Linked DNA regions of Mus musculus: all the other regions are linked to region 4. Evidence: chromatin contacts called from public HiChIP or PLAC-seq and promoter capture Hi-C data. All regions are on one chromosome and are shown on one strand. Each heading gives the region's core, a stretch centred on a gene start, on an enhancer-like site or on the middle of the called end of the contact. The rest is flanking DNA. Distances are from core to core; before and after follow the strand shown.

Region 1 (6,893 bases), core at 2,265-4,764, 300 kb after region 4:
AAAGGAATGGTACATTAAGGGACATTTTCTTAACAGCACTCTTTCACACAATGCTTTGAATTATATAAGGATAAAACTAATTTTCCCCCCATGGGCTATGGGTAAAAAATTTGAAATATATACATATACTATCCAAAAGAATTCTGCCCTTTCGGATTTCAAGAGCCAGTAAGTAATCAGGCCAGTGAGGTGGCTTGGTAGGCCTAAATTCAGTCCCCAGAATCCACATGATGGAAGGAAGAGGCATCAGTATCAGATAATAATAATCAATAACTATTGATTACTGTTGGAGGTAAAGAAATGGGAGGGGGGACTCTCTAACCTTCATGTACATGCTATGGTTCCTTCTCTCTTGTACGCACACCCACATTAAGTGAATAAACATAATAAAACAGTTAAAGCCAACAAGCATTCCCTGAGAGAAAAGCAGTTCAGACTCCAGTGAACTTACAACTGGCATTCAATATACCACAACTTACAATCTACTACTGTGTTACTACAGTAACCCTGAACGAGTTGATTAAAGCTTACTACACTGTGTTTCTTTTTCTTACTTATCTTTTGGAACGGGAAAACAGAAAGCTAGAGACAGGAACTGACTGGCTGAAAGGTACTGAGCACAGCAGAGCCGGGCTGGATCCAAAGGGGATGCTGATGGGGTCCCCAGAACCCAAAGAAGTACAACAGCAAGGTGGGAGGCCTGGGAAGCCCCAGCCCTGCGGATGGAGTATGGCTCCACTTTATGACACTTTGAGGAAAGAGTTTCAGTGTTGAAAAAAACCCTAAAATAAAAAGCCCCGAGGGTTGGCATACAGGCACTCGTGCTTATGCACATGTGTGCTGCCTCCCAGGACAGAACCTGATCGTCAAGGTTATTACACTCCAGCTGAAACTGAGATGAAGTGAGAGCAGGCTGCTAAGATGGCTCAGTGGCCAAACTTGATGACCAGTGAGTGCTCCGTATCCAGACTGTACATGGTGAAAACTCTACTGCAGTAGCACACACACATAAATGTAACAAGAAATCAAAAACTTAAATTATATAACTTGAGACCCCTACTGGCCTAGAGAGTTTAAGGCTTTTGAGCAAAGGGGAAAATGGGCTGGGGTTGTGTGGGAATGTCACTCAGGTGATAGTACTAACTGAACAGGAACAGCTACAAGCACAGATCAGGCATTTATGATTTTATGTATGTAAACACATACGCTATGTCTTCACACACACCAGAAGAAGAAATCAAATTGAATTATAGATTGTTGTGAGCTACTATGTGGTTGTTGGAAATTGAACTCAGAACCTCTGGAAGAGCAGCCAGTGCTTTAAAACTCCTAAGCCATCTCTTCAGCCCCTTCACCCACTTCCCAGAGCAGGCATTTTTAATGGCGACAGTCTGGACACCAGAGAGTATTGAGACCCTGCTTTAAGCAGTGGGGATGTTGCCGAGGACTGTGCCCCCAAATATCAAAAGCCTAGGGGTTATGTCAAGTCTAAGCCAGGCTCTTTAGGCCACATCTCTCTTCTGTAGTAATAGCTACCTATTGGATAGAAGGACAGGGACCCAGAAGGGGGGGTGGGGGAGGGGCTCTCACCTGCAGCGCCAGCTGACAGTCTTCAATCAGGCCCTGGACCAGGTAGTATCGGGCTTCACCTAGCAGCTCCCCGAGTTCTCTGGCACTCTCAGGCAGTGGCACCGACCCGTCCCGCAGGTAGTTGAGAATTGTGCCAAAGTGGCGGCCACTCCGGTCAATCAGCACCCAACCTGGTGGGGTGGGAAAAGGCAAAAGGAAGGATGGCTTGCTGGAGGCACTGGGGCTAATACATTGTTAGAAACTGATTCCAACGCCATAGGAAAACCTATATATGCCTGGCGCCACACCCCTTTAATCTCAGTATCTGGAAGGCAGAGGCAGGTGGATCTCTTGAGTTTGCGGCCAGCCTGGTGGTCTACAGAGTGAGTTCCAGCAGCCAAGGTGACATGAAAAAAACCCTGTGGGGACAGGGAGGCAACAAGAACGACAACAAGAAAACCTAATACTTACCTGTTTCAGACCTCTGCCATGTTCAAAAACTGTTTCAAACATCTCCAGTGTATCATACACACACCTGCCACGGAACAGATCCCTCCCAAATCTGCTGGGCAGTCAGAAGGCTCTCACCGTGGGAACGTTGTTTTAAAGTCAGGATCTCATTATGTAACCCAAACTGAGTGTTAGCAGTATAGGCAGGAGGCACCAGGCCCAGCTCACCATGGGGGAGATTCTTACCAAATTACCTTATCAATAAATGTAACCCCTTGTATTCATTTTAACCATCTAATTTAATGAAAAATGCCCACTTCAATCCTCCGGTTCACAACGATGAAGTAGTAACATTACTTGGAATACCAAGAATTACTGTGATTACATGAGATTTTCTTGCTTACTGGTCATTCCTACTCCATGCCCTCCCCAACTCCCTGCGGGGTGTGGGGCTAACTCCCCAAGATTCATCATTTCCCTTTACCAAACTTTCTCTAGCAGTAACTGACGCATCACAATACTAATCAAATAAGTGAATTTTCATCTTCGGTATTTGAAAGCCGAACTTCACCTCCTAAGTGTTTGCTTTTATCTATGTTAAGCCCTTCCCCTTAAAGCTATTCTACAATAAGTGAGTCCCAAATTTAAGGCAACACTCCCGAGAAGGTTAAGGTTCACCTGTCAAGAAAAGCTGCGCCCTTCACTTCGCATTCATGGATGATTCCTAGAGTGCGGGCACTGGGCACTTGTATTAGAGACAGACCAAATCTTTCCGTTCTCGAGGCTACCTGGGGCGGTTCTACCGCAGAGAGGCAAACAAAAGGCTGGGCAGTGGGAAGTAAGTGATAAAGGTTGTTTGAGGGGTACTGCTTGCAGTAGACCTGGTTCCTTGGCTGTTTGAACTAAGGGAAGAAGAGCAGATAATCGGCAATGGAGCGCTTGGCAGATGTTACTGCTGGAAGTAAAGGATTGGGGAAAGAGAGAGATTCTGAATTAGGAAAAGATAAGATGGGACTAGGGAGCCTGGAATGAACTGGGAGCTGGAGGGCAGCACGTGTACCGGCGGCACGCATACCTCCCGCGTCTGTGAGCACTTCAACGCGGCCGCTGAACATGGCCTTGAGCATGGTGTCCTGCCCCGTGAGGGTGCGCAGCGTGGTGTAATGCAGCGAGCCGCCCACGTTCAGCTTCACATACTTGCTGTTCGGGGTGAGGGGCTTCAGACTGTACGAGGGGGAGCCAGGCTCCACACTCGAGGGGCTAGGGGACTCCAAGCATTCGGCCGCAGCCGGCGCCGGGCCCGAGGCCTCGGCCGACATGCCAGTGAGCGGACGCGGGTGGCAGTCGGAGGCCCTCTCTGCGCCCCGGTCCGGTTCCCTGAGATCCCGCGACTCCAGCGCCGGCGCCCGGCCGCTCGGCGCACACGCCCACTCTCCACAGCTACTCCGCGACGTCCACCAGCCGCCCCATCGCGCGCTCTCTCCACCCGGAAGCCGGCGCGCGGAGCTGCGCAGGCGCGGCCAGGCCGAGGGCCGCGTCTCGGGGGCGGAGCCAAGAACCGGGGCGTGCGCAGTCGGTGGCGCCGTTGCAGTCCAGCCTGCGGGTTGGGGGGTGTGGTGTTCTGAGAAAACGTCTAAAGGATCCTTTGCCCCCTTGTTCATGTGGATGGAGAATACCGCAACCCGTGACGATTTCAGCAGCGCTTCATTCGCGTAAAAAGAAACAAGCGCAGAGGCTGAAGGTTGAGTATAGTTTTCCTAGCCCAGCTCAGTGCACTTGACAGACTGTTAGAAGAACCGTCAACAAAATGAAAGTTCACCGCGCGTGGTGGCACACACCTCTAATCCCAGCACTCGGGAGGCAGAGGCAGGCAGATTTCTGAGTTCGAGGCCAGCCTGGTCTACAAAGTGAGTTCCAGGACAGCCAGGGCTAAACAGAGGAACCCTGTCTCGAAAAAACCAAAAACCAAAACAAAAAAAAAAAAAAAAAAAAGAAAAAAGAAAGTTCTCCAATGAGGCCATAGGGTTTCCAGGGGACTCACAGGTTAGAAGGCGGGTGCAAAGAGTTCCCTGAAGGGAAAAGGATAGAGACCTGAATTACATATAACTAATTTTAGCCCTGGAGGCTGAGGCAGAGAGATTATGAGCTCCAGGGGATCCTGGCCTATACAGTCTTACCTATCTCAAAGCAAAAGGAGAACCATTAGGCAGGAACGTGGCGATTACAAGAATAAGACTGGACAAGCTAGTGAAGGTCTTAGAATCCCAGCTGTCATGAGACCTTCCAAGGAACCCCAAAAGAGAAGAAGGTATAGGGCATTGTGAACAAGAGGTGATAGCTGAGGTATTTAACAGCCTGCCCTAACGTCTGGAAGGGGTTTTGTCTTGGATGTTTAAGCAAAGTCAAACCAGGCAGTGTTGGCTCACACCTTTAATCCCAGCACTCAGGAGACAGAAGCAGGTGGCTCTCTGAGTTCAAGTCCAACCCTAGTCTACATAGAAAACCCCTGTGTCGGGAGAGAGTTCCAGTTTCTCTTCTCCAACTCTGTCACCAGCTGACTGGAAGATCTGGGCAAAGCTCCTCTCTCTGGGTCTGGTTGGTTCTTTTGCTGCTCAGTCAGGGGTACAAATCTAGTGTTGGCTCTGGAGAGGTAGCAGTGTGGAGAAGCAAAGTGGCTGTTAGAAGATGTTATCAAGAAATGTGTCCGGCACTGAAGAAACTTGTGTTCTGCCAAGAGGGATTGCCAAGCCTGCTCTCCCTACCAGGTGGAGCAGTGAGAAGGTAATTCTTGACTGGAACTTGCTCTCCTCCCTGAAGCCTTGCTGTTGCCAGGACTGGCCTAGCACCCATAGCGAGGCTGTGGCAGTGGCTTGGTCAGCTCAGTTTTACAAAACACCAATTTCAGGCAAATTCACACTCTGGTGGATAAGAAGCATATTCCATAATCATATCTGAACACAAAATGACCGAATATAACTCTCTCCTACAAATGCTAATTCTTTACTGTAGGAGGCATGGGGGAGGGGTCCTTGCACTCACAGATAAACACTTGGGGAATCTGTAATGTTAAGCACAGAAAGTTGTTCCTTCAAGGGAAGAAATGCTATACCTTGCAGAAGGCTGGAACCAGCCGTTAACTAACCTGGTGACCTTGGCTCTCTGTTTGGCAAGAGACTTCCAGCACCTAAAGAGAGTTGTAAATTTGTCTTCCACAGACAGTCTTTTTTTTTTTTAAGATGTATTTATTTATTATATGTAAGTACACTGTAGCTGTCTTCAGACACTCCAGAAGAAGGAGTCAGATCTCGTTACGGATGGTTGTGAGCCACCATGTGGTTGCTGGGATTTGAACTCCTGACCTTCGGAAGAGCAGTCGGGTGCTCTTACCCACTGAGCCATCTCACCAGCCCCAGACAGTCTTTAAAAGCTATCTTTATGTAATTTACAGAGTTTTGATGGAGTTACATCTGACCTGTATTTAGTTTTCTTTGTTCCTCAAAGAGATTTTGGTATGTTTTTTGTTTTGTTTTGTTTTGTTTTTAACTCAAATTCGAGTTAATTATTACCAGAATAAGTTTTCACCAAGTTGTGATGTGCTTAAATATGGATAAAATAAACTAGTTGGGGGTCAGACTTTCCAAATTTGAACCAACACTGGCTACTGGGGTCCTGTTGAGTTGAACTGCCTTCTTGACTCTGCAGGCTGCTGAAGGTCTGAGACCCCTGTGCTTTACACAGGGAGTTAGCCCTGATTCATTCCTTTCATCTTGTAGATAAGATTGAGGGGGAAGTCGGTTGGTTTGTGTATGCCAAACCAGCTTCAAATTTGAGAGACTCCTACCCCTCATCTAAGTAACAGAACAGACGCAGGCTACCACACCCAGCCAATGTGGTTCTGGTTATCAAATCCAGGGATCTGTGCGTGCCAGGCAAGCACTCTAAACTAAGCTACATCCCTAGCCAGCATAACAATGACTATGATAACCAGTAACAATTATTTCCACTTCCTGGGGCTGAAGAGATGGCTCAGATATAAAGCACACTGGATGTTCTTCCAGAGCAATAAAACTGTAACTAAGACATCTTCCATAGGTCCATCCTTAAGGCTTTTTTTTTTTTTTTTTTTTTTTTTACAAAATTAATTCTAAGCTTTGGTCCTGTAACAATTGAACCTGAACAAAACTGCTTCTGCTTAGACAGTTGTAACGCTACTAATAAATCTATCCCTGAGCTTGGTGTGGTGGTACACACCTTTAGATCCAGCAAGTTCCAGGACATTCATGACTGTGCAGAGAAACCCTGTCTCAGAAAAATAAACAGTAACTGAGTAAGTAAATCCTAGCCTGTCAGGAACAGAAACTAATATAACATCTGGGCTCTCTATAGGAGACTGTTTCCCAGTGCCCCCCTTACAACACACACATACACACACACACACACACACCCCACACACACACACACACACCACACCACACACACCACACACACACCACACACACATCACACACACACACACACACACACACACACACACACCACACACACACACACACCACACACATACCACATACACACACACCACACACACATCTCTCACACACACACACACACACACACACACCACACACACACCACATACACACCACACACACACCACACACACACCACACACACACCACACACACACACACACCACACACACACACACCACACACACACACCACACACACACACCACACACACACACACACACATACACACACACACCACACACCACACACACACACCACACACACACACACACACCACACACACCACACACACACACACACACGCACACACGCATTCTTGCTGTGTAAGTCGGGGTTTCACTG
Region 2 (6,865 bases), core at 3,373-5,872, 330 kb after region 4:
TGGTGGATATTGTCTTATGCACTTCAAAGACGTGGGGTAATTAACCACTCTCGTATGTATCATACATATTTTGGATCACTTGCTACTGTGTTGTGCATCTTGTACCCTGGGAACCATATGCTGCTGTCCTATGCATCTCGTGTGGGTCAAATCATATGATCCTGTCTTGTTCATCTCCTGAATCCTTCCTAGCAGTTGTTTGGTTTGTTTGTTTATTTTTGGTTTTTCGAGACAGGGTTTCTCTGTATAGCACTGGCTGTCCTGGAACTTACTTTGTAGACCAGGCTGGCCTGGAACTCAGAAATCCGCCTGCCTCTGCCTCCCAGGTGCTGAAATTAAAGGTGTGTACCGCCTCCGCCGCCCGGCCCTAGCAGTTTTTTGCAAGACATGTCTATAGAATCAAATTCTACTGTTTCATTCATCTCGCAAAGTGACACAGAGGTAGCATCAGACACGATTATCTCGTGGTCTAATGTAGGGGATGTCATTCATTAGTTCTCTGTGCATCTCATATCGGTGGAATAATTTTCTACTTAGTCTTCCTTGTCTCATATATGCGTATCATGCACTATGGTCTTTTGCAACACAGTCAATGAAATCATACACTTCTGTTTTGTGTAGGTCAGATAATTTGAATCATTGGCTACAGTCTTGTGAATCTCACATAGTTGAAATAAGTTGCTATTGTCTTTTCGCTCTTCCCCACCCACCCCCCCAAGACAGGTTTTCTCTATGTAGTCCAGACTGTCCTGGAACTCACTCTGTAGTTGCCTCAAACTCAGAGGTCTGCCTGCCTCTGCCTCTCCAATGCTGAGATTAGAGGCATGCATTATCCACCACCGGGATTGGCTTTGGGGTCATGTACAGATGGCATCTTATGCTCTTGTCTTGGTATCAGTTGTTATCTTGTGCAGCTCAAAAAGTAGAATCATTCACTATAGGGCTGATCATCTCACGTAAGTGGAGCCATACATTATTATCTTGTGCATCTCCTGTCAGGGAAATCATACACTATTTTCTTGTGCATCTCATAGAGTGGAATCGTTAATGCCTTAAACATCTCTTATACATGCTGTCCTCTTGTGTATCTCATACAGAATGAATCATTTCTTATTGTCTTGAGCATCTCATGTTGGTAGAAGCCTATACTCTCCCTTTTCTCCATCTCATGGTGGGATGCAATCATCTTGTTCTCTTCATGTAGTCAGAATCATTAGCTATTCCCCTGTACACATCATCTAGTGGAACCCTGTTATTGCCTTGTGCATCTTGTATAGATGGAACCACTCACTTATTAGCCTGTGCTTCTCATAGAGGTGAAATTGTCTGCTCTGTTTTTGTTCATCTCACAGAGGGGACCCATAAGCTAACGTTTTGTGTATCACACATCTACGGGATCATTCACTGCTGTCTTGTGCACCTCATATGAGTGATGTCATTTACATTTATCTTTTGCATCACGCATGTACTGATGGGATAATTTGTTATTATTCTTGCTTATCTTGTACATGTGCATTCATATGCAGTTGTCTCATGCATCTCATGGGACATGCATGTCACAGGCCTCTCAGTGGAGTCAATGTACAGTTGTCTTATACATCCCACAAAGTTGGGAGCGTATGCTATTGTTTTATGTATATTATATATGTGGAATCATTTGCTTACTGTCTTGTGCATCTCAGGTTGGTGTAATCATAAGCAATTATCCTTCACATCAAAAATTAGAGGAATCGTATGCTATCGTCTTGTCTAGCTTATATAGGTGGAATCCTTCACTATTGTGTTATTTATCATGTACAGGTGGAATCACACGCAATTTATGGTGAATATTATGATGATGGACTTACATGCCATTGTCTTGAGGCTCTCATGGACGTGGGATCATCTTGTATAGATAGTTGCTATTGTCTTGAGGGTCTCACGTAAGTGGAATCCCATGCCATTGTTTTCTGCACCTCACGTTTTGGTGACACACATTTGGGTGCTCTGCATTTCCTGTAGTTGGAATCATTCATTACTGTCTTACGTATCTCACGGAGTTAGAGTAATTCCCTTGCTTACCTTCTGCATCTCATACAGGAGAGCCATTTGCTATTGTCCTGTACACATCATGTTACTGGATCATATGCTGTTACCTCGTGCATCTCAGATGCCTGGGATCACACACTATTGTCTTGTTTCATATACTTGGAATCATTTGCTGCTGTCTCTTGGTGACTGATACATTTTACATTTCACTCAGCATAAAATGCCCCAATATGTAGCCAAAGATGGTGGCCCCTAAATTCCTTGTCCTGCTGCCTCTACTTCATGGATGCTAGAGACATGGACATGCAACACCGTACATGGCTTCCCTTCCTCTTCAGAGTTGAGTAATATTCCCTCATATGTTGAGTGACTCACATTTGGATTAGCCATTCTTCTGCTCTAGGGAAGTTTCACTCTGGCTCTTGTGAATAATCCTAGGAATACGGGTGTCATAGTCAGGGGTGAATAATCTTCCTAGGAATACGGGTGTCGTAGTCAGGGGTGAATAATCTTCCTAGGAATACGGGTGTCGTAGTCAGGGGTGAATAATCTTCCTAGGAATACGGGTGTCGTAGTCAGGGGTGAATAATCTTCCTAGGAATACGGGTGTCGTAGTCAGGGGTGAATAATCTTCCTAGGAATACGGGTGTCGTAGTCAGGGGTGAATAATCTTCCTAGGAATACGGGTGTCGTAGTCAGGGGTGAATAATCTTCCTAGGAATACGGGTGTCGTAGTCAGGGGTGAATAATCTTCCTAGGAATACGGGTGTCGTAGTCAGGGGTGAATAATCTTCCTAGGAATACGGGTGTCGTAGTCAGGGGTGAATAATCTTCCTAGGAATATGGCTGTTGTAGTCAGTCAAGGGTGAATAATCTTCCTAGGAATATGAGTGTCGTAGTTAGGGGTGAATAATCATCCTAGGAATATGGGTGTCGTAGTCAGGGGTGAATAATCTTCCTAGGAATACGGGTGTCATAGTCAGGGTTCTGTTCCTGCACAAACATCATGACCAAGAAGCACTTGGGGAGGAAAGGGTTTATTCTGCTTACACTTCCACATTGCTGTTCATCACCAAAGGAAGTTAGGACTGGAACTCAAGCAGGTCAAGAAGCAGGAGCTGATGCAGAGGCCACGGAGGGATGTTCTTTACTGGCTTGCTTCCCCTGGCTTGCTCAGCCTGCTTTCTTATAGAATTCAAGACTACCAGCCCAGGGATAGCACCCTTGATCAAGGGGCCTTTCGCCCTTGATCACTAATTGAGAAAATGCCTTACAGTTGGATCTCATGGAGACTGAAGCTCCTTTCTCTGTGATAACTCCAGTCTGTGTCAAGTTGACACAAAACCAGCCAGTACAATGGGTATACAAAGTCTCACAGAGACATTGTTTCAAATTTGGGCAGCAATTTTATATCCAGAAGTAGAATTATAACCACATGGCAATACTATTTCTGTTGATTTTCCTTTTTTGGAAAAGTCAAATTCTTCCCCATAACGGTACCAGTGTATGTTCCTACCAACAATGTTCAGCTGAAGTTTCAATTTGTCCACATATTTACCAACACTCGCTAGTTTCTGATCTCTTGTTGGTAGCTACACTAACAGATATGAATGATACCTCATTTTGCTTTTTTTTTTTTGCTTTATTTACATTTTTTGAGAACTGTTATGAACTAAAACCGGAGGTACAAATGTTTTTCTTTAGAGAACCATGTTCCACACTATTAATCCCAGCACACAGGAGGCAGAGGCTGGTGGATCTCTGTGTTCAAAGACACTTTGGTCTACATAAGTGAGTTCCATGTCATCTGCACAGTAAGACCCTGCCCTACCCTAAACCAAAACAAATGTTCTTCTGTAAAGGGGACAGTTTTATCCCCAGGACAACAGGGTTATTATGGCTTTTGCAGAATTAGATTTATTCATTTTGTTGTTGTTTGGTTTTGGAGGGATCCCAGGCTGGCTTCGAACTCCTGATGCTCAGGCCTCCACCTCCTAACTGCTGGGGTTACAGGACTGCATCACCAGAGTGAGGATGAGCCCGAGTTCCTGGCTCCGTGCCTTATGTTGTTTCAGGTAAGATGATATTCCCTCTAAAAGGCTAACAGAGTGAGACGAGATGTTCCCCTTTGAACAGCCTTGCAACTCTAGGGTCCTGGGCACTTAGGGACCTCTCAAGAAAAGAGCCAAAGTCCAAGGGCAAGGTGTGTAGACCGTAAGTATTTGAGAGGGCAGAGAAGAGCAAAACCTATACACTACACACAGAGGGGAAGAGTAAAGTCCCATCCATCCCAGAGGACCCCCAAGTCCTTCCCAGAAGCCTGGGTGAGGTTCTGACCCTCCTGTGCTCTCTCAGGAGGGAGACCCTGAGATGTCCAAAACGGCTAGCACGGCCTCCCTCGGCTGTTGCTAGTTTTATCACCTACTCCCAAGTTACTCCCTCCACTTGGCCCATTGGGTGACTTTTCTTTTGGTTCGGCCGGAACTAGGCCAGGGAGTAGCCAGCAACCTTTCCAACCGTGGTCACCGCGCATGCGCGTCTGAATGGACTGGGGCGGGGCCGGAGCGTGCACGCGCGAGCAAGGCCCCGCCTCTCCGCCAAGCCACCCATGACGTCACGGGGCGCCGGCCTCTGCTGGGCTGCAAGCGGTGAGAGCTAGTGGCGAACGGATCTGACGCCGCTTGATCGGGAAGGGATGCGGGTGTCGAGATCCTTCTGGAGGGGCTTTGGGGAGGACGGGAGGTCCAGATGCACCAGCCGCTACTGCCCCTCAGGCTCTGCCCTCCCTCCTCCTCCCCTCCCCCTTGCAGAAATGCCGGGACGTGGAGCCACGCCGGGGCCGAGCATATGTGACACCTGTGTTTCCCAGTGGCTTCCACACTTTCCCACGCTGTCCCCCTCACACCTTATAATGATCTCCTGCCTTCCAGATGCTTATTTTCATCAGTCTATCGCTTCTTGCCTGGAATAGGGTACTCGGAAATTGGAGATGGATTTTAGACCGTAGCCCTACCACTTCTGAGTCCCTGAGCTTCAGTATTCTACTGGCTTCTGGCCTTAAGGATCAGTATGACACCAATAGAAAGAAAGGAGATGGACGTCTGTTGAATTCCTGCATGGCCAAGTACTGAGCAAACAGCTGCCCAGTCGAATCCTCATTACTTGGTGCTCTTAGAACTCCCTTTCAGGACATCCTAACCTCACAGACAACCAACTGGCTTGGTTGCATGTGTGAGCGCCGTCCATTCCTACCTGGCTAGTTAGCTTAACTCCAAACTGGAAACTGAACCCAGACACTTCCGGTCTGGATTGTGACTTGGCTGCCAAAGCCTCACCCCAGATCAACTGCTTCCTCTTTCTCCAGCTGAGAATTCGTTTCACATCTCTTTTGCTAGTACAGAATGCTCTTCCCTGCTTCTCCTTTGGATATTTCAGAAACGAAAGAAAGCTTTTTTTTTTTTTAAGTGCTGTAAGGAGGTGAACTTTTGGAGTTCAGAATCTTGGATTTTGGTCCTGGCTCTGTCACTTTCTGCGTGGCCTTGAGCAAATTCATTGTCTTCTAACCTTAGGTTATCTTTGTATAGCATGGGTGAGTGCCTTCTGACCAGCAGGCTCTTGTCTAGTTCTCCCTTACTGTCCTCCAGCAGGCACCCCACGGAGGCCCAGACCCCTCTGCTCCCCATGGGCAGCTGCCAGGCAGGGCACAACTTGCATCTCTGTCTGGCTCATCACCCACCTTTGGTCTGTGCCACTTTGATCCTGCTGCTCCTTGGCCTTTCTGGCCTGGGCCTTGGTGGCTTCCTCCTCACCCACACAACTGGCCTCCGTAGCCCTGACATTCCCCAGGTAAGTACCCGGGGTGCTCACCCTTGTGGTATATACCCGCCCCTGCTGCTCTTCTCACCTCTCTGTCACTCTCCTTTTTGCACGCAGGATTGGGTTTCCTTCTTGAGATCTTTTGGCCAGCTAAGTCTGTGCCCCATGAATGAGACAGTCACAGGGACGTGGCAAGGGCCTCACGTCGTCGGCTTACTGACCACTTTGAACTTCGGAGATGGTCCAGACAGAAACAAAACCCAAACATTCCAAGCCAAGATCCATGGTAGTCAGATAGGATTGACAGGTGAGACCTGGGGAAAATGGCGGTCCAATGTCACGACATTTAGGGTTGGGCTTGACTTCTGACTTCACCAGACTGCTAACTTGGACACATCCGTACACCTTAGTGACTTTTGCTATGACACAGGTTAGATAGGATGAGATACTTACAATGAATGCTGTCCGCAATATAGGTTCTGTGTTTTGGCTTTGCTGTTCTGGTTCCAAGTTTCTTCAACTCTGTCCTAAAATATACCAAGAGGCCTCAGGTTTAAAAGCAAGGCCCTGCCCCATTAGGCATAGAAAGTTAGATAGATACGAAGAGAGAGTGCAAGCATGCCAGCCTTCCTGGGTTATAGAGTGAGTTCCAGGTCATCCCGGACTACATGTCAAGATCTGAAACCACCTCCAAAATGTATATCACTCATTTAAAGTATACAACTAAGTTACTTTTGGTCTATTTTTTTAGATTTATTTATTATATGTAAGTACACTGTAGCCATCTTCAGACACCCCAGAAGAAGGCATCAGATCTCATTACAGATGGTTGTGAGCCATCATGTGATTGATGGGATTTGAACTTTTGGAAGAGCAGTCAGTGCTCTTAGCCGCTGCCCCAACTCTCCAGCCCACTTTTAGTCTGTTTACCCAACTGTGGAACCACCCTGAAATCCATATATATTTTATCTATCTATCTATCTATCTATCTATCTATCTATCTATCTATCTAATCTAAGTG
Region 3 (6,589 bases), core at 873-3,372, 280 kb after region 4:
TACCCACACAGGCTCCCCACATTCTCTCAAGATTTTGTAGCTAAAACTCCCTTTTTCTTTTTCACCACCGTCTTAACGGCCCCCTTGAGCCTCTCCCCACCCCCAGTTCTGGCTCTCACTCCTGCCTTCTCTCTCTCTCTCTCTCTCTCTCTCTCTCTCTCTCTCTCTCTCTCTCTCCTCTCTGTTTAGCTCTCTCTGGAGCTTTTTTATGCTTAGCATTCTTATTGCTCTCTGGTTTTATGATCCTAGTTTTATGATCTGGTTTTATATCTCTCTCTGTCTCGCCATTTTTGTGACTCTGGTTGTCTGAATTCACATTTTTCTCTCTGTATACATGACCTCTTGACTGTTCCTCATTTTGTCCCTGTCTCTGGTTCTGTCGAGGGCCAGCTTTGACTCTTTCTCAGCTTCCTAGGGGGTCTCTCCCACAGAACTCTCTCTAACCCGCCTTCCCTCTAGCCAGGCACTCCAGCTCTCAGCGACATAGCCTCTCTCTCTACTCCTATGCCACACTGTGGGCCTCACCCGGCAAGAAGCCGATCTCTGGGCCCTTCCGCAGCAAAGCCCCATGGAGCAGCTCAGCCAGGTCCTCAGAGGCCACTGTGGGAGTCTCACTTCCAGGCTCTGGCATCATCTCATCCTCCTTCAGGGGCAGACCTAGGAGGTGAAGTCCTGTGAACCTCTCCATTCCTCTACATCCTGTCCTTATCTGGAGAGATGCTCCCCAGAGCACATCTTATCGGACACTCAGGGAGTCCCAGGCTGGGTTGAGAGCCAAGATCAGAGGAGTGGCTCCAATCTGCCCTCTCCCTCACTGAGTTCCAGCTCCTGGTCTCTGGGCCTTCAGTGAGAACCTTAATTAGTACTAACCCTGGACAGCTCTAGCAGGGTGTGCTTTGGGACTGCTTTCTATTCCTCCCCAGTGAAATACTCCCCTGATCCCTAAACTCTGAGGAGAGTCTGACAGCATCTCCCAGACTGCTTCCGCAGTGCCAGCTTTCTCTCAGGGTTTTTGCCTCTGCAGACTCTCTCTCTCTCTCTCTCTCTCTCTCTCTCTCTCTCTCTCTCTCTCTCTCTCTCTGCAGTCTTTGCAGCCTCTGTGCCTTCTCTAGACTCTGGTTGGGGATCAGAGTAGAGTCAGGGATTGAATATCCCTGATTGTGTTCATCTGCCTTTGTCCATATGTCCAAGAACATTTGTGTGTACAGCGCCTGGCATCTCTCCCAGTACCTCCATCTCCCACCCAGGTACCCTGCCTGCTTCTACCGCCTCCGCAGAAATCCACCCAACTTCCCTCAGCTCTTCTTCCCGAATTTTAACCCCTAAGATACAACTAAATGCTCTTCTTATTCATTTCTCTATCTCCTTAAAATTAGGAGTTCAAGGGCTCCGTGTAACAGTCAAAGAGCCTTGGCTTGCCCCTTCCCAGTCAACTGTGCCCCTCCCCTCCCCCACAAGCTCGGAAGACTCAATATCTTCAGAGAAAGAAGGTAGAAGACCCGCGAGAACCTTCCCAGGGCCCACCCCCACATGTCCTTACCCTCAATCCAGGCACAGCTCAGCAGAATTAGGAGCAGCAGCTGGGAAGGCGGCGGGTGCTGGGCCTTGGGAGTCCCCATGGCGACTCACACTAATTTCTCTCCTCTGTGGCTCTTCTGAATAATCTCGCTGTCACTTTCCCTCTGCGTCCTTTTATCTTTTCCTTTAATTTTGCTTTCCTGCTAAGGGTCGGCAAAGGAAGGCAAATTTTCTTCCTTTGGGATGGAGAAGCAGAATTGGCCTAGAGGTTGCTTGGAGTCCGCCCCCTTTTGCTCAATCTTTATCCTTTGCTCTGCGATCTATGGCAAAGGGGGGCGCGGCTCCCGCTGCGGGGGGTGGGGCCGAGAGGGCCGAAGGTTATCCCCTTGTTCGGGAGCTTGGGCCCATCGGGATGGATAGATAGATAGCCGGGGAAAGTGGGAGGGGAAAGGCAGCTTCCGAGGGTCCAGGGTGGGCTTGAGGATCCAGAGGGCCCTTATGAGGTTCAACCGGGGCTTATCTCGGAGAGGAAGAGGGAAAGGGTTGCGGAACCAGGGAAGCTGAAGCTCGGCCACTGGAGCTGCGGGAGGGAGAAGCTGAGAAAGGTGTCAAGCCCACGTCAGATCCTGGGGACGGGTGAAAGGAGGGGCCTGGGATTTATTCTCTGACGAGGGAGGAGGAGGAAGTGCAGATGGAGGAAGGAGGGATGCCGAGCCAGGACTGCACTTCCCGAGGCCCCTAGGGGAGAGGAAGGAAACTCTGGTCCCAGTAGTAATTAGGTTCCCTCCCGGCGCCATTCCAGAACATCTGGTATCTGCACCTGGTCTTCCTAAGGTGTCAAGAGTAGGCACAGCTTGGTTCACGTCTTCCTGGCCTGTCCAGTATGTCCTCTGTCCACACCCGGACCTCCCCGCGGGCCTTCACTATGCCCTTTATGGAAGCTCAGGTGGGATGGGCTCGCCCCTCCCGCAGGAAAATGGGGAGTATCCAGGTTTGTAAGGAGCCTGATGGGTATGTGTTGAGACTCCCTTCTCTAGCAGGCGACCTGACAGAGACCTGCAGCCTAGCGGCTACCACCCGTGATCTACTGGCTCTGCCACTGAGCAAGCGAGTGCCCTTTCAGCACCTGGGCGCGAGGACAGCTCCCGGCCCCGCCTGCACGGGCGGCCTTGAAGCCACTGATTGGCTGAAGCCGCTTTCGCGAACCCGCGTCTTGCTCTGTGCTGGCTCTGGCGTAGCCAAGCCAGGGGAAAGGGGAGTCACAGGCCGACCTCTCCAGGGACCCGCAGGCCCACGGCCGGACTCGCAGTTCCAGAGCACCGGCCTCACGAGCGGGTCAGGGCTCTCGCCCCGCCCCCGAGTCTGCCCTGCCCTTCTTTTCGCATTGCGGGGCGGCTAGAGGTTGGCACTGTGTCCCTGTACCCCACGTGGCGCTCGGTCAGGGCTGGGGGAGGGGGTCTGGAGCGGCAAATCCAGAGAGAAGTCTCCCCCCACCCCCCTTGCAGGGCTGGGCTGCGGCTGCCTCTGGGAGGGGTCCTGGGTAGCTAAACAGAGAGGGTTGCGGGAAGGAGTGACGTCAGGGTGAGTGGGCGCCCAAGAAGGGGTGTGTAGGAGGTCGGGAATCGGAGAGGACAGACCCGACCCTTTCGAGGGAGAAGACAGGTCAAGGAGAGAGGAAAGAGAAAGAGCCGCTATAGAGTGGGGCTGCGGGCCAGGTGGAGTAGGAACCGCTGTTGTCAGGGGAAGCTAGAAGAAAAAGAAGGGGTCGATAAGGAAAGGGGGGCTGGAGTGGAGGGAGGAGAAACCAGCTGAGACTGGGAGACTGAGGGTGGAGAGAGGAAAGGAAGAGGAGACTGCGGGAAGGGGAAAGGAGAGAGGAACCACAGAAGGAAGAGAGAACAAGAGTGATCTCCGAGTGGAGACAAATAGAAAAGGAAGGGGAGAAAGAAAGAGGGAAGTGAGGGGAAGGTTTGTTGGGGGGCCTGTAGGAGGAGTGAACAGGAGTGGGGATGTGGAAGGGAGGGAATCAGGAAGCAGTCATCGAGGGGTCAGGTGGAGAACTGGGGGTACCAGGGAGCTGGGGTCTGCAAGATGCAGCTTGCCACTTAGCCAGGGCCTCTTTGCCTATCATGTTTCCATGGCCACTGCCTCTAGGCTCCTCAGCCCTTACTATGCTCCTCGGAGCCCTCACTTCTCTGTTCCTTTGGTATTGCTACCGACTGGGTTCCCAAGACATGCAGGCCCTGGGGACCGGGAGCCGAGCTGGGGGTGTTAGTGGTATGCCTGATGTATGTTCTCAGACTGGCCCAAGGGGCCTTGGGGATTCTGGAGAAGGACCCAGGGCAGAAGGTCTAGTGAGCAGGCGGCTTCGGGCCTATGCCAGGCGTTACTCCTGGGCTGGGATGGGTAGGGTGAGGCGGGCAGCTCAGGGAGGCTCTGGCCTCACAGGAGGGGCAGGGGTCATGGGCATTCAGCGCCCTGGCTTACTTTTTCTACCAGACCTGCCTTCGTCCCCCTTTGTACCACGTGATGCCCAGAGGCATGACGTGGAGCTCCTACAGAGCAGCTTTCCCGCCATTTTGCGGGACTTCGGGGCTGTGAGCTGGGACTTCTCAGGAACTACTCCTCTGCCTCGGGGCTGGTCCCCACCCCTGGCCCCTGGGTGCTACCAGCTCCTGCTGTACCAAGCAGGCCGATGCCAACCCAGCAACTGCCGGCGGTGCCCAGGAGCCTATCGGGCACTGAGGGGGCTACGGAGCTTCATGAGTGCCAATACCTTCGGCAATGCTGGCTTTTCCGTTCTACTGCCTGGGGCCCGGCTTGAGGGCCGCTGTGGACCCACCAATGCTCGGGTTAGATGCCATCTGGGTGAGTATAGCCTGTCTACAAACCTTCCATCTTTCCTACTTTACTACCTCTTTCTGCACTTTGGTTCTTTTCTCAGAATCTTCCCCAACCAGATCTGAGTTCTGTTTTTATGCATCTATCCAGTCAGTGGTGGCTTACACAGTGTCCCACGCTGACTCTTTGTCTCCAACCACCAGCCACCCTCCCCCCTTTTAACTTAAAAGAAATTCTCACTGAAATGTAAGTGGTCAGTGTTACTTGCCCTGAAGAGGAAATACCCAGAAAATGAATTTTAAATTGTAAAAAGAGACTGCTTGGAGCAGGGCATGGTCTTGCATGCCTGTAATCTCAGCACCTGGGAGACTGAGGCGAGGATCACAAGTCTGAGGCAAGCCTGGGTCTTATTTCTCTTTTATTTAGTCTAGGGAGTATAGTGAGATAATCTACATCTCACTATGTAGTACTGGCCTGGAATCTAAATACAGGCCAGTTGGCCTCAAACTCACTAAGATCTGCCTCCCACTACCTCCTGAGTTCTGGGATCAAAGGTGTGAGCAGTAGGTAGCCTACTTTATTTAGGCTTCTTCGCTGATAAGTAGCAATGTTAGTGGGGTGTTCAATAGCACCAACCTGGCATTTTCTGTTTTCAGACACACCAGAAGAGGGCGTCGGATCTCACTACAGATAATTGTGAGCCACCGTGTGGTTGCTGGGAATTGAACTCAGGACCTCTGGAAAAGCAAGCAGTGCTCTTAGCCGCTGAGCCATCTCCCTAGCCCCCTGAGATTTTCTAATGTTCTAAAGATTGAAAGAAAATTGGGAAAGTAAATATTATGACTTCAGCTTAGCATAAATCTCTGTGTACTGCCAGCTGGGTGGATCTTATGATTTGGGGCATACTACTTTTCCTACCAGACCTGCCTTCACCCCTCTGTGCCATGTGACACCCAGAGGCATGACGTGGAGTTCCTACAGAACAGTTTCCCTGCCAGTTTACAGGACTTGGGGCTTCTCAGGGACCACCCCTCTGCCTCAGGGCTCATCCCAACCCCTGGTCCCTGGGTGAGGGCTTTTTGGCTGCTCCCTGGAGATACCATGCACATGTTGGACTTTTAACCTTCATAAGGTTGGGAACACTACCCAGTCTTAAGGACGACTTTCCGGAATGTCTTACTTACGTCAGAGTCGGCTGTTTTCTCAGCACACTCGACTAAGGTCCTGGGGTCAGACTGGATCCATTAGTTTTGCCTCATGGGAGAGGTGCCCAGTACACAGTAGATTCTGGAACTGAATTGACAGAAAGTCCAGGAGGAGATGGTTTAGGGGAGATTTCTTCCAAATGACAGATATGCTTCCCAAAGCAGGACTTCCACAGAATCTGGCCTGTGAGGCCCATTGAGTGGGCAGGCCCCCTGAACACAGGCAGGAATGGTGGATTCCATTCCCATTCTCTCTTCACAGGCCTGAAGATCCCTCCTGGTTGTGAGTTGGTTGTTGGTGGTGAGCCCCAGTGCTGGGCTGAAGGGCACTGCCTCCTGGTGGACGACTCCTTCCTGCACACAGTGGCTCATAATGGTAATAGGACTCACATTCTGGTGGGTCAGGGGACCAAAGACCTGGAGGGATTCCAGCCAATCTGCTCTCAGCAGCACTGTTTTGGGACTGCACAGCCTTGGGCGAGCCACAGCTCCTCCAATCACCTGTGGGGCATCTGCCTTCTTTACCGGGTGACTGTGCATATGGGCTAGGCCCATAAGCTAGACTATCTGCACCCCTATCCTCTTGCTGTGAAACCTTAGGCATTTATTTAATCATATCATGCCTGTCAGCTGGTATAAAATGTACCCGTTTTGGGCACACAGAGCTACCACTGTAAATGCCAGGTATGGTGAAACTCAGGAGGCTGAGCCAGGAGGATGGTGAGTTTAAGGGCCGGGCTACAGGATGAAACCGTGGCTTAATGAACAAATATGCACCACTGGTGAGGGCCTGGTGCTGACTTTGCTTTCCTCAGTCTATACTATGAATCCTAGCACATGAGTTCTGGTATCAGCTGCTGTCTCCATCCCTGTGTGCCCTAGGATCCCCTGAAGATGGGCCTCGAGTGGTCTTCATTGTGGACCTCTGGCATCCTAATGTGGCTGGGGCAGAACGCCAAGCTCTCGACTTTGTCTTCGCTCCAGACCCTTGAGAGACGCTTCTGGCACCTGAGCTGAGTGATGCT
Region 4 (6,252 bases), core at 662-3,161:
GCCCTGATGGGCATGGTGGCACATGCTTTTAAACACAAGCTGGGAAGGCAGAGGCAAGTGGATCTGACTTCAAGGTCAGCTACATAAGTAACAACTTGTCTCAAAACAAAGTGTTCTTAGCCTCCCAAGTCCTGGGATAGTAAGTGCACCATTACCCCTGCTTGCTATGCATTTAATCAATGATCACTAAACTAAACAATACAGGGGCCTTCTAACAATACAAGACTTTCACAATCCTATTGGTAATATTAGTCTCTTTGGTTTACCCCCATGGAAACAAAGAGAATTAAAGCAATTTTTTTTCTTTCTTTTGTTTTCAAAGCAGGGTTTCTTTGTGCAGTGAGTCTGTCTTGGAGCGCACTCTTTAGACCAGGATGACCTGAAACTCACGGAGGTGTCTCTATCATTCCTCTGACTTCTGAGTGCTAGGATTAAAGGCATGTGCCACCACCACATGAAAGTTAGTAGAAGCCCGGTGTGGTGGTGCAAGCCTTTAATCCCAGCACTTGGGAGGCAGAGGCAGGGGGATTTCTGAGTTCGAGGACAGCCTAGTCTACAGAGTGAGTTCCAGGATAGCCAGGGCTACACAGGAACCCCCCCCCCCAAAAAAAAGAAAGAAAGAAAGTTAGTAGAAAACTTTCCAAGCCCCTCTCTGCGGTCCCATAAATCATCCCAGCACTGAATGCCATCGGGTTTGAGAGAAGTGTTTCCTACTTGGAGGAAACCCTACCCTGGGCCGAGTTTCTAACTATCTACTCAAGCCTGTGTTATATTACAGTATTTCAATTTAGAAAACCTAGTATATGGTCTTTTGATCGAATTTCTGTGGGTTTTTTTTTTTTCTTTTTTTTCCTCCAGTTTTTGAGACTGTCTTACTGTACTGCCCAGACTGGATCTGAATTCTCCACTCCATTGGCTCTATCCTGGTAACTTCTACGATCTTGTATAAACTTACTTCCCTACAGATAAACAGATATGGGGTGTAGGAGAGAAAAAACAAAGTAGCAATGATTGTAACTGCGGGTTCGGAATAAACCTGCTGCCACAAGAGGCAAGAGATAAGTCAAGGACCGGCATTACTCTGCAGCAAAAACAACGGAAAGGAACGCGGTTATTTGGAAAAGGATACTGAGACTACTCTGAGCACGCAAGGTCTGTACTTAACACTAGAGCTTTTAAATTAATAAAAATAAGAAAGCCAGGGAAGGTTTTGAGAAGGCAGCCAGTATTAGAGCTGGATTTACAGCAGAACGCATGCAGAGAAAGAGCACCAGAGATTACAATTGAGCCTGGAGGCCTGCAGTAGGGCTGAGTGAAGGGGGAGGGGAGAGCGTTAGGGAGGATGCCCCTCACGGCCTGGCACACAGTAGGTGTTGGCTTCTTCCCTTCGGATTTTGCTGCCCCTTCGCCCACGTCCGACTTTCCTGGGCCCTGGGTCCCCAAGCATCCATTACCTTCCTGTGCGATGCGGACCGCCGCCCTCACCTGTACCGATGGCTCTCAGCCGCTTTCAAGTCCTCTGTACCGCGAAGCTCGGCGCCCCAGGGCTGTGCAGCGCGCTGCACCGTCGGCCCACGACCGGGACGCGGCCCCGGTGAGTCCGAGGGCACCTGCCGCCCCGTTCCCCTCGGTACAACAGGAACCCAGCAGCCAGCCGCACGGGTACGGGCTCCACGCCACGCCAGGAGGGGGCTCGGCCCACGTCCCGGGCGCCGCTGGGCGGGACGGGAAGCGGAAGCACGGGCCTCGGCGAGCTGCTCTAGGACCCGGAGGAGCCGCGGGCTCGGCGGCGGCGGCGGCGGCGTGGACCAGTTCTAGCCGTGCCCTGCGGCGCTAGCGGCGTGCCTCCTCGGATGGACAGCTGGCACGGCGGAGCCGGACTGCCCGCGCGGGACAACCAGGAAGGAGCCCAGGAATGGAGTGGCAGACAAAGGGAAACAGAGAGCCGGCGGGCGGGGCGGGGCGCCGAGGCGGGGGAAACAAAGCCCAGCTCGGAGTGGGGGCTGGGCCGGGGCAGGCAGGTCGAGCTGGAGCCTGCCAAGTTCTAGCCTGAGAGTCACGAGTCGGGGCACTGTCGGCGAGAGACGATGCTCGGGGACAGGACCTAGAGACTGGGTACCAGAGACAAAGAGATGTAGAAACAGATAAGAACCGTCAAGTCACCCTAATGGAATCAGGGGCCCTAAGAGGCGGAGAGCCTGGAGAGAAACGGGCGGGAGACAGAACAAAGGACGACAGGCGGAGACAAAGGTAGAAAAACAAAGAAAGGCTTTGCAAAGGCCAAGCCCAGGGAGGGACTGAAGAATAAACCCTGCCTCCATCTTGCTGGAGTCACGTTCCAAAGGATCCAGGCCCTAGAAGCATAACCCCGGCATCTTATGTTGTAGGCAGGTTTTCCTTTATAGAGGTGAGTACCCAGAGGCTTCCGTCCTGCCACTAAAGCGAGTGCTAACGGGGTTTTTATTAATTCGTTATGTTTTAGCAGTACATAATGTTATTTGTATTATATTAGATTTGTCAATAAAGCAGAAGTTAGAGATAAAGTTAAACCATGCATCGTCTGTCCCTTGAGTGCGGTCAGTTTTTGTGGGGTTTTTTGTTTTGTTTTTTCGAGACCGGGTTTCTCTGTATAGCCCTGGCTGTCCTGGAACTCACTTTGTAGACCAGGCTGGCCTCAAACTCAGAAATCCACCTGCCTCTGCCTCCCGAGTGCTGGGATTAAAGGCGTGCGCCACCACGCCCGGCTAGAGTGCGGTCAGTTTTTTTAAAAAAAATCATACAAGGCGTGGAGAACTGGGCCAGTGGCATGCCTCAGTGGGAAAAGGGGATTGTCCGCAAGCTTGACAACCTGAGTTCTCTCCAGGGAACCTGTGTGGTGGAAAGGAGAGTGCACGTTGTCCTGTGACCTCCACATGCACTGGTGCAATGTGCCCCCCAAATTTTAAAAATTCTAACTAACTTAAAAAAAAAAATTGGTTGGTCCTGTTAATCCCAAAGCAGGGAGGAGAAAGACCACTGACCCAAATTATCATGCCCAATTAAAGCAAGCTTTGTTACTCTTCTACACGAGATGCCTGCCCCTAAGATGGATTCAAAGGTCAGTATTGAACTAGGGAAAAATAAGGGTTTTATAGCTCGAGGGGGTTGGGGGGGTCCAAACTGGGGATTTGGCAGGCAAATAGGTGGAGTTACAGAGCAGAACAGTTACAAGGCGTTCATAACAACAGGTGGTTACAGTGATCTTTTGAGACAAATGTAGGCTTGCAAGATGGCTGTAACTTTTTGGAACAAGGACGTGGTTGCTGTTTTCTGGAACATTCTGTATGGTACTATTTGTAGTTGAGGTCACAGGTGGGACATGTGTTAGGAGCTGCCCACATTCCAGAACCAGGTGTGCCCTCACCTGCCTTCAGCAATCCAGCCCCAGCAGCTATATCATCACCAGCTGCCATACCCTTTATAAAGCCCATGCCATCAATGGTTCGTTCTCTCTCTCTCTCTCTCTCTCTCTCTCTCTCTCTCTCTCTCTCTCTCTCCTGCTCTGAATCAGCCTTTTGTGCCCCCCCAATAAATCTCTTAACATTTATTGCATTATTATAGGTCAATTGTGTGGTGTGTTCTCTGCAAATTCCTTGGCCCCAGCCACCAAGGTCAACTTTCGATACAAACCCGCCCTAACATGAATATCCTGGTGCCTGCTTTCCCCTTTTGGGGGTTAAAGCCACTCTGGGACCCTACCCACCAGTTCTACCTGCAACAGACCCACCTGGCCCACTGATGGCTTGATAAATGCTCCCCCTTGGTTGGTGTAAATGCTTCACCAGATCTCTGGTGTTCTTGGAGGCAGAAGTTCCCACCGGGCTTTGGACCCTATCCCTTTGGGTTAGGCTTTATTTCTGAGCTCTGTTTCTGCCTTTTGGGTTCCCTCAAAGGCCCTGGTACCAGTCTCCTCAGGGTTTTAACCCTTGTCCCACATTCAGCTGTGCCTTCCAGTTCAGCCTTCCCTGGATCCTGGTGACACTGATCTTCAGGCCTAGGACCTCTTCCTCTTCCTCACCCATGGGAATAGCTTTTTGTACCTCCTGGCTCCCTTTGGGATGCTTCTTGCAGAACACCCGACCCCTCTTTACCTGGCATCTGAACTGAAGGACTCCAAACGTATTGGCTTTTGCAATCAAATTTGGCCTCAGTATCCCTTAGTCAGTCCAAATGTGGCCAACTAGTGGCATCCTAGATCTTAGTCTACACTGCCAGCAATCGAGGGGAGTGGAAAAGAGATTCTCTCCCTATTTCTCTGTTCTCTGCTCCAAGCTCAGTTCGTTTTTGTCTAGTTTTCCCAACACTGTGTAAATGTCCCGTCTCTAAATTACAGTTGTTGGGTCTGTAGTCTGACTCTTCAGCTGTTGCTTCCCTCCCTGCTGTGCCCACCTTGTGGGCTCCGCTCTCTGGCTCCCACAGCCTGCTATGACTCTAGCCTGCTACGCTCACATGGACATCGCCCTTTTCCATTCTGCTCAGAGCTACCTGCTCGCTCTTTATGCCTTCCTAGTCCTAGATTTTGCAGGTTTCCTTGCTTTATGTAGGAGCCTGCCTGCTTAGTCCTGCAGCGTCTCCACACCCTTGTGGCTTCTGTGACATTGGAACCCTCCCTTGCTGGAGTTCCTACTTGTTTCTTTCTCCCTTAACTTTAACCAGTCTACTTCTGGTCTATACCATAAATGCCTCTCTCGAACCTGGAGCCTGCTATGCCCTTGGGCGCTCACCATTGGGCAACAACCTTCCCTCAGCTCTGGCCTGCTGCATCCATCTGGATCTTTCTACTGATGTACTAGTCCCCTTTCCCCCTGCACTCTAGGCTATCTCTCCTTCCAGCCTGTAGTCCCTCAGCTTCGGCTCTCTGCTTCCTCTTGGAGCTATAGGAACACCCCACCCCCACACAGAGAAGCCCTGTCTCACAATAACAAGCAAAAGGATTTCAGGCAGACTGGCTTCCAGACTCCATCCTTACGCCAGTGCTCTAGACCACAGATCCTTAGGCACTTAGTTGGTTCTGAGGCCAGGCGGTTGGTCTTACTCCTGGCATCCAGAGTCTCCAAAGGCCTGACTTGGGACTCTTTAACCACGGCAAATCCTGAGCCAATTCAGTTGAATCCCCAAGCTCTAATGACAGATTTGGAATTGGGTGTGATCGAAGTTTGAAATTTTTCAAACTGTTACCCTAGACGGTGAAGATGGTTCCCCAGGTAAAGGGCCTGCTGCTTAAACATTATGGCCTGAGTTTAGGCCCCCAGCAACCATGTTAAACCTGTAGCAGTCGCACATCTATAGCCCAAGTGTTGGGAGAGAGAGCAGGCAGCTGCCAGATGCTGGAGGCTCAACTGACCAGGCAGCCTAATGAAAACCGCATTCTCCTGTTCAGGGAGAGACCCTGTCTCAAAACGTAAGGTAAGCATGATTAGAGGAAGGAGCCGGAGTGATGGCTCAGCATTCTCCCAAAGGACCTGGGGTTCAAGTCCCAGCATCCACTTGGCAGCCACAACTGTAACTCCAGTTCCATAGGATCTCTGACAGCCTTGTGTAGGCATACATGCAGGCAAAACACCAATGCAGGGTTAAAAAAAAAATGAGGAAGACATCCACGTTTATTTGTGGCTTCATTATGTATCTGCACTGTGGTTTGGTCATGTACCTGCACAGGTGAGTGCACACAAACACATAGAAAAAAAAATACCATTCAGCCCAAAGCATTTGGTAGGAGATGTAGATAATACAGCAAACAGGAACACTTTCACCATAAAAATGCATCATTGTGGGCAACAAGATGAGCCAAGTCAGACAACCTGAATTTGGTCCCTGAGACTCCCACATGGTGGCAGCAGAGAGCTGGTTCTGACAAGTTGTCCTCCTGTGCTGTTCCCCTACCACCACCACCTCCTCCCCAACTTCCATACTTGGGATAGACAGTAGTGGTACATGCCCTTAATCTCAGAAGACAGAGGCAGGTGGAGCTCTTAGTCCAAGGCCATAGAAGGAGTTCCATGCCAGCCAGGGCTACAGAGAGAAACCCTGTCTCCAAAAACAAAACCCAAAACTAAAAAAAACAAAAGAGCACTGACTGCTCTTCTGAGTTAAAGTCCCTGCAACCACGTGGTGGCTCACAACCATCTGTAATGGGATCTGATGCCCTCTTCTGGCGTGTCTAAAGAGAGCAATGGTGTACTCATATACATGAGTGGCGCACGCCTTTAATTC

Evidence for each region. HiChIP or PLAC-seq counts read pairs in DNA pulled down with a chosen protein or histone mark. Capture Hi-C pulls out chosen DNA fragments and counts their contacts.
Region 1: a promoter capture Hi-C map of adipose tissue shows a contact between it and region 4, with 3 times the contacts expected there. The contact joins the promoter of Kctd13 here to the promoter of Zfp553 in region 4. A contact is called at or near these places in 1 of 39 promoter capture datasets (maxillary cranial neural crest), 1 of 484 Hi-C or Micro-C datasets (bone marrow-derived macrophages), 5 of 115 datasets of contacts at active chromatin or transcription factors (astrocytes, bone marrow-derived macrophages, embryonic stem cells and 1 more) and 3 of 9 other capture datasets (adipose tissue, liver and pancreatic islet).
Region 2: a contact with region 4 is called in an H3K27ac HiChIP or PLAC-seq map of acute myeloid leukemia, with 2.3 times the contacts expected there. The contact joins the promoter of Tmem219 here to the promoter of Zfp553 in region 4. A contact is called at or near these places in 7 of 39 promoter capture datasets (the 3T3-L1 cell line, the SN4741 cell line, embryonic stem cells and 3 more), 1 of 484 Hi-C or Micro-C datasets (bone marrow-derived macrophages), 10 of 115 datasets of contacts at active chromatin or transcription factors (the 230-238 cell line, acute myeloid leukemia, astrocytes and 5 more) and 4 of 9 other capture datasets (adipose tissue, liver, macrophages and 1 more).
Region 3: a promoter capture Hi-C map of adipose tissue shows a contact between it and region 4, with 3 times the contacts expected there. The contact joins the promoter of Sez6l2 here to the promoter of Zfp553 in region 4. A contact is called at or near these places in 8 of 39 promoter capture datasets (the 3T3-L1 cell line, embryonic stem cells, hippocampal neurons and 4 more), 4 of 484 Hi-C or Micro-C datasets (bone marrow-derived macrophages, cerebral cortex, embryonic stem cells and 1 more), 2 of 115 datasets of contacts at active chromatin or transcription factors (embryonic stem cells and large pre-B cells) and 4 of 9 other capture datasets (adipose tissue, liver, macrophages and 1 more).

What each region holds. Positions count from the first base shown.
Region 1 is chr7:126,925,500-126,932,392 of GRCm38.p6, reverse strand. Kctd13 (potassium channel tetramerisation domain containing 13) reads right to left here and starts at 3,514. Exons shown (of 6, transcript NM_172747.2): 1 at 3,095-3,514; 2 at 1,591-1,760. The coding sequence starts at 3,338. It also overlaps a transcript of Tmem219 not described here.
Region 2 is chr7:126,896,035-126,902,899 of GRCm38.p6, reverse strand. It overlaps Tmem219 (transmembrane protein 219), which reads left to right and starts at 4,622. Exons shown (of 6, transcript NM_026827.1): 1 at 4,622-4,676; 2 at 5,673-5,874; 3 at 5,962-6,151. The coding sequence starts at 5,710.
Region 3 is chr7:126,946,068-126,952,656 of GRCm38.p6, reverse strand. It overlaps Sez6l2 (seizure related 6 homolog like 2), which reads right to left and starts at 2,122. Exons shown (of 18, transcript NM_144926.5): 1 at 1,541-2,122; 2 at 526-657. The coding sequence starts at 1,619. Asphd1 (aspartate beta-hydroxylase domain containing 1) reads left to right here and starts at 3,498. Exons shown (of 3, transcript NM_001347657.2): 1 at 3,498-4,386; 2 at 5,827-5,940; 3 at 6,447-6,589. The coding sequence starts at 3,528. The coding sequence ends at 6,556. It also overlaps a transcript of Kctd13 not described here.
Region 4 is chr7:127,228,720-127,234,971 of GRCm38.p6, reverse strand. It overlaps Zfp553 (zinc finger protein 553), which reads right to left and starts at 1,911. Exons shown (of 2, transcript NM_146201.2): 1 at 1,486-1,911. Gm4532 (predicted gene 4532) reads left to right here and starts at 1,842. Exons shown (of 1, transcript NR_030674.1): 1 at 1,842-2,554. It also overlaps a transcript of Septin1 not described here.